Regions from separate parts of the Mus musculus genome. Here region 2 is linked to region 1. The links are chromatin contacts, called in public promoter capture Hi-C maps. All regions are on one chromosome and are shown on one strand. The core of a region is the stretch at or near the end of the contact, and the rest is flanking DNA. Distances in the headings are between cores, read along the strand shown. Region 1 holds the start of Prxl2b (peroxiredoxin like 2B). Region 2 overlaps Prkcz (protein kinase C, zeta).

What was found. Promoter capture Hi-C pulls out the DNA fragments that hold promoters and counts their contacts.
Region 2: a promoter capture Hi-C map of neural stem cells shows a contact between it and region 1. The contact joins the enhancer-like site here to the promoter of Prxl2b in region 1. A contact is called at or near these places in 4 of 39 promoter capture datasets (the C10 cell line, cranial neural crest, neural stem cells and 1 more), 3 of 484 Hi-C or Micro-C datasets (B cells, CD4 single positive thymocytes and palatal mesenchyme), 2 of 115 datasets of contacts at active chromatin or transcription factors (both in embryonic stem cells) and 1 of 9 other capture datasets (embryonic stem cells).

The regions. Positions count from the first base shown.
Region 1 is chr4:154,897,617-154,900,886 of GRCm38.p6, reverse strand. Prxl2b (peroxiredoxin like 2B) reads left to right here and starts at 1,844. Exons shown (of 7, transcript NM_025582.3): 1 at 1,844-1,944; 2 at 2,207-2,411; 3 at 2,708-2,759. The coding sequence starts at 1,882. Gm52690 (a long non-coding RNA gene) reads right to left here. Exons shown (of 2, transcript XR_003955190.1): 1 at 2,837-3,270; 2 at 1-2,456.
Region 2 is chr4:155,288,745-155,292,108 of GRCm38.p6, reverse strand. It overlaps Prkcz (protein kinase C, zeta), which reads left to right. Exons shown (of 18, transcript NM_008860.3): 8 at 1,554-1,606; 9 at 2,290-2,478. Among named protein-coding and RNA genes, the nearest start is that of Faap20, 40 kb to the right of the region's middle. Within about 2 kb of position 1,773, at least 14 of the 459 cell types and tissues checked have an H3K27ac peak or open chromatin away from gene starts, as enhancers often do. A contact at or near this core is called in embryonic stem cells and neural stem cells, where this site is marked.

The sequences.
Region 1 (3,270 bases), core at 595-3,094:
AAGCCTATTCCAACCACCACACATGTCATTGATATGAGATAGTCAAGATTATGCCAGTCCAATTTTACTGGTTTGGCATAAGAACCAATAAAAGCAGAAACTAAAATGATCACGCAAGAGAGGCACTGGAGGAAAACCACAACAACCCTACCCCAAAGCATAGGAAATCAACATCCCTGGAAGGATTCTGGAAATACAGGAAAGGAATGGCCACGAGTGTTTTCAGGTCCTTGAGCTGGGAAAGGAATGGCCACAAGTGTTTTCAGGTCCTTGGACTAGGTACCTCTAACCTATAAAACTTGGAACAAAGACTCTACAATCCTCTGCTCCTGATGACCTGTCTTACCTGGGGCTCCATGAAGACGAGGTGGGTTCTGTCACACTGTGTAGGCATATGTGAGTGAGCAGCCTCAGGGAAGGGCCTGCTGGCTCTTCCTGTTCAACATGCAGCACTTTCTGCAGACATCTTCCCATGCTCCTGGGACCCTCGCATTGTACCCCTCAACACTTAACAGGAAGCAGAGGAAGCCCCATCTCTGGATTTCTTCTGGTGGTGCTTCCAGGACCAGTTGCTCTACAGGACCAGCTCCTCCTGATTCTGCAACTTTATTTTCTTTCCTTTTTTAAAATGTACCTTTGCACACCTGTGTGCACTTGTGTGTGCCCGGGGAGTCCAGCGGTTGAGTGTTTTACTCAGTGCCTCTCAATCGTATTTCTTGAGACAAGGTCTATTGCTGATTCTCATGCCTTTGCTTCCCCCAGGACATGGGATTACAGGTCTCTGTCATTTTACCGAGTCACCTCCCCAGCCTACTCTTGCTTGCATAGGTTTGGGCCCAATGTGAGTGCCTGGTGCCTGAAGAGACCGTAAGGGAGCATCAGATGCCCTCAAGCTGGACTTGCAGAGGATTGTGAGTCGCTGTAGGGATGCTGGGAACCAAACCGTGGGCCCTCTGCAAGAGCAGCTAGTGCTCTTAACCACTGAGCCATCTCTCTAGCTTCTCCTTTTGACACAGTGATATGTATGGTTCCTAACTTCCTGCCTGGCTGTTCAGCCTCAGCTAGGTATCTTGTGGTGGCTCTCTTCCTTTCCTAGCCTCTACATCTGTCAGATGCTTGAACATGGCCCTAGAAAGCATCACAGGGCTTACTTAGTGAGGAAAGGACAGAACACGTGGATTCCTGAGCCTTCTACTCTTCCTAGGGACACACCACTGCGAGCTCCTGTTTATCTCCTTTGGATTGTTGTACATGAGAGCCCGTAGTTTAAAAACTGACATCCACACAGCAGGAAATGGTACTTTACGATGGAAGTTAATAGGATTTCGCGAAAATGCAAAGCAGGAACTTAGACTTGGAAAGGCTGGTCCTTTCACTACTGTAAGTGCCGGCTGCCCTACTGTTCCTCACACTAGTGATTTGTGAGTTCGATTCCCCGTTTCAACTTTTTGGCTCTAATTCTACCACCCTGCTGCACTACTAGGGACCACCTGATGCTAGTGGAGAGCTACGCAAACGCTAGAGAGCCACGCAAACGCATTCTGCGCAGGCGCACCGCTTGCAGACTGTCCATTGAGCTTTACCTGCTACGCCATTGGCTAATAAGCTTATACATATGAGAACAACCTAGGCTTAGGCAAAGAGATCTGCAGTGATTGTCTCTTTGGAGAGAGGGTGTGCCTGTATACTAATATCAGGGGCGGAGCCTGGGGCGAGACAAGCGCACAGTCATGTGACCTGAACCCCCTGGAGGTGGTGCCCACCAGGACTGGGGCGGGATTATGGGCGGGGCATAGGCTGGCTGAAGAGGCTGCGCAGGACAGAGTGAGCCTCCCCAGGCTGCGAGAAGGGACCGTGGAGCAGAAAGGGACGGAGGAGGCCATGAATGTGGTGGACCTTGGTCGCGTAGGAGCGTGTGTCTTGAAACATGCAGTGACTGGGGAGGTGAGATTTGGCTCGCGCAGGGCGGAGAACGCCTCCCCTAATACCTGGCCCAGAGCCTTGGCAACTCACATGGGTTGGAGTGGAGGTCCTGAGGGGTCCTATGAGTTCGCGTACTGGGCGTGGGTACAGCTCATGGTCCACAGAGGAACCATCAGGAGGACCAGTCAGCTGCGAATCTTGGAGCAGCACGCTGCGGGACATGTGAGGCTGCCGGGCATAGGGGGTTGGTGAGCCCATGTCCCCTGACCGATCCATTCTGTAGGCTGTGGAGCTGCGGAGCCTATGGCAGGAGAAAGCTTGTGTGGTGGCCGGTCTGCGACGCTTCGGCTGCATGGTGTGCCGCTGGATCGCCCAGGACCTCAGCAACCTCCGGAGCATCCTGGACCAACACGATGTGCGCCTGGTGGGCGTGGGGCCTGAGGCCCTGGGCCTGCAGGAGTTTCTGGATGGTGGTTACTTCTCAGGAGGTGCGACTCTTCCCGGACTCAGAGCCTGGGCTGACCTCTCCCTTTCTAGGCCCAACAAGAACATATTCATGTGTCAGCATATGCAGCTCTTCCCTGCCCTGCCTTCAGCCTGTGCCCTGGCTGGTGCCCAGACCTAGTGGCAAAGTCCCAGTGACTCTTGCCCTTCCCGTTTAAGCAGTGGTGACATTCAATCCTGCCTTGCTACTCATGGCTTGGGTGGGTGGAGCTGGATACAGTAAGTGGAGGGGACAGACTGTAGGAAGCCTGGGGCACATAGCTGTGGCTTTCCTTTCTAGAACTCTACCTTGATGAGAGCAAGCAAATCTATAAGGAGCTGGGCTTCAAGCGGTAAGTGTGACTGTTTGTGGGCATGAGTCTAACCAGGGACAACAGGAGGACAGAGTGGCCACCGCTCTCTTATGTACCTTCTTGCTACTGCCATCTGCTCTGCTCTCCAGTTTGTCTCATGGAAACTGACACTGGTGCTTCAGCCAGCCCTTCTTTGAGTCTTCTAATGGGTGTTGGTCCAAGGCAGGCCTGTCCTCAGAAGTCTGCTATTTCATAAACAGGAGGGACCTTGGAGCCCAGTGCCTTAGCCATGGCTCATTGCAGTCCTCTGTTGCCACAGACTGCCTGTCATGATAGGCAGTGCCGGCTAAGCGAGATCCCTGGGCACACCCAGCTTGGAGCTCATTCCCCACACTCCACACCACCTCTCCAGGGCCCCCAAGGCTAGCTGTATTCAACCTGGGGGCTCTCAGGGCTTGTGTAGAGCCTAGTTAGACTGGTTGCTGATCTGCCTGAGCCCTGGGTTAGATAAGTGGGTGGGGCAGGACACTGGGAACAGGTGTGGATACTT
Region 2 (3,364 bases), core at 524-3,023, 390 kb before region 1:
ATGCTCATCTACTTGTCCATTACACACATGCACACATTCATGCATGCACACACTCACTCCCATTCATCCACCTGTCCATCACACATATGCACACACTCATGCATGCACATATTTAAACACACACCCACTCATCCACCTGTTTAACACACACATACACACGCATACTCACTCATCCGCCTGTCCATCATCCACTCATCTGCCTATCCTCTCCCTACCCATCCATCATTTAGTTATCATCTACTTATTGGTTCACGCAGCTGTCTATCATCCATCATTCACTCTCCCAGACTTTCTTCATCTCCCCTTCCACAGATCCATCTATCATCCACCGCCCTCATGGTCCACCCTCTGCTTCTCCAACATCTACCCACCCACCCAGTGGAAGATTATATACTAGCATGAAAATCTACCCATTCTTCTTCAATTCTCTCTCTCTCTGTCTCTGTCTCTCCCTGTGTCTCTCTCTCTCTGTCTCTCTCTCTGGGTGGGTGTGTGCACATGTGCACAAGGCACACAAGATTGTGTGTCTGTGTGTGTGTGTGTGTGTGTGTGTGTGTGTGCTGTTGTTGCTAAGCATCCTCCTGTCTCCAATCCCCTAGAGCTGGGGTTACAAGCATGTACCACCACACCTGGCTTTTATGTGGGTGATAGGAATTCAAATGCAGGTCCTCCCAGTTGAGCATTTTCATCATTGAGCTGTCCTCGTAGCCCCAAGGATTTGGTTTTTGAGGCAGGGTCTTAAGTAGCCCAGCTTGGCCTCAAACTCTATTTATAGACAAGGAAGACCTTAAACTCCTGATCTCCTTGAGTAGAGTGCTAGGAATACAGGCATTGCCATCACGCCCACTCGCTTTAAAGGGGCACTGGAGATTAAACCCAGGGCTCTCTGCATGCTAGAGGCAAGTGTTTTACCAACTGAGCCACATCTCTTCAGCCCTCTTTTTCCATTTGTTCGAGGCACAGTCTCACTAGGTAGCCCTGGTTGGCCTTGAGCTGTACAATCCTGCCTCAGCTTCCCAAGTTTTAGGAATCTAGAGGCGCATGTCACAACATCCAGCCCTAAATGAACTGCGCACATACACTGCATTTCCAGCTAACAGTTCTTCCCAGCCGGATGGGTTTATCAGATCGTGACATCATCATAAGTAAAGGAGCCTAAAGCGTCTTCCACACTTCCTGCCTCCACGTTCACACAGCCCGCCTGGGGCAGCCTAGGAAGCTGCAGGGGTTTTGGTTTTTTGGGTTTTGTTTGTTTGTTTGTTTTTTGTTTTTTTGTTTTTCGAGTGGCTGTCCTGGAATTCACTTTGTAGACCAGGCTGGCCTTGAACTCAGAAATCCGCCTGCTAGGATTAAAGGCGAGTGCCACCACGGAAGCTGCAGTTTTAAAGGACTCTTTAAACTGGAGTCTTTTGTGGCTGGTTTGTGGATTGGCCCCTGAGCACTTCCTGTGCCGTCTGGGGCTCCCTGCAGGGCGTGGGGGTGTGAAGGTCCACTGGGTCCCCGTGTTCCTGGGACACTTGTAATAAATACTCTCCCTTCCTTCTCTTTTTTAGTTGCTTATATTTCTTCATCTCGGAAACATGATAATATCAAAGATGATTCTGAGGTAAGTGAATAAGATTAGCATTGCAGGCATCTTTTCAAAAGTCCTGTTGGTGTGCTTCAGGGGCTGTTACATGAATTTCAGTATGCGCTAGGTATAGTAGGCAGCTATTGCGCTAGGCTCAGATGAGACCAGTGGCCTGGCTGCAGCCAGCCTGGCTTTTGAGTTGTGAATTCACCACATTACATCTGCTCCTTTGTCCTTCCTGGCCTGGCAAGGCCTCAGCTGCTCCCTCAAGCAGGTCCTGTCCCGGAATCTGACCAACAGGTTCCATCTGGCTCCATCCAGCCTCATACGTGCTGCCAGCTCTGGTATTCTAGGGAGACAGAACAGGCCATGCTCCCAAGCCTCTGCTGGTCATCTCGCAGAGTAGACACCACTCTCTACCCTCACCCTCACTGAACAGAAGCAGGCCCATGTGTACAGAGCGGGCTTTCCATTCTCCACCCTCACGGAGCAGGTGCCTGGCCTTGCCGCTCTCACAGAGCATGCCCAAGCCTGCAGCTTAACCAAGCAACGCCCGCCCCCCCTCTGCCATCTCCACGCAGCGCCTTCCCTTAGAAGCCTACAGTCTTGGTTCTTTGATGTTCCTCCTTTGAGTTGGACGGCGGTTGGGTGCTAGAGTTTGGGGATTCTGGCAAATGGTTTCCAGTTTCCCATTCTCCCATCTCTGGACCTCTCCCTAGGACCTTAAGCCTGTCATCGATGGGGTGGATGGGATCAAAATCTCTCAGGGGCTGGGGCTGCAAGACTTCGACCTCATCAGAGTCATCGGGCGTGGAAGCTATGCCAAGGTCCTCCTGGTGCGGTTGAAGAAAAACGACCAGATTTACGCCATGAAGGTGGTAAAGAAGGAGCTTGTCCACGACGACGAGGTAAGCACGCGTCCTGCCGAGGCGTCTTGTGGGATTCAGGGTGTCCATGTTTGGGGACAAGGCTGTGCAGGAAGTCATCACCGAAGGCCGTGTGAAATTGTGCTTCAGTGACCTGACCACTCCACTGAGTCACGCGGCTTTCCTGCTTCTGAAGTTTGCAGCCGCAGAATTAGAACCCTTGAGTTTAACGATGCCACCCTCTCTGTCCATCCCTTCGAGGACACTTTGTATGGAATACGGGATGTCCTGGCGCCGTCGTGAACAGTGCCACAGCAAACATTCACATGCACATGTTTGTCCCTTTTCTGCCCTTTCTGTGTGGTTCTAGGAGTGGTGCTGCTAGGTCGTGTGGTAATTCCGGGTGTAGGTTCTGGAAGACCTTCCAAACTCTGTCTAACACGGCTGCACCATTTTGGGTTCCAGCCAGTGGGCTCGGGGCTCCAGTTTTCCCACACCCTCACCAACACTTTTTCCGCTGTGGTTCCCTCTCAGAGCTTGCGTGCGTACCCAGTGTGGCCTCGACTTGCAGCCTCCGTGGTGATGCGTGAAGCTGACACGCTCTCACATGCTTGCTGGCTTCGTGATTGTGTGCTCTGTCGCTGTTACACTGAGTGCCTGCTCTGTCTCTCAGGAGCAGAGACAGGCCAAAGTGTAGACAGGAGTGACTCTGTCCTTTAGCCACTGCTGGGGCTAAGCAACCTAACCTTTGTCAAGTCACAGAAAGGATCCTGTCCCCCACCCCAGCCAGGCTCAGGGCTTGGAACTGAGGTCGGTTTGGAACCTTCACCTGTAGGGTGCTTTTGTAGAATGCACAGCCTGCTGGGCTGGCCCTGTATCCCTGGATGCTGAGCTCCTGAGTGGCAGTACCCATGACTCAAGCCTGTCC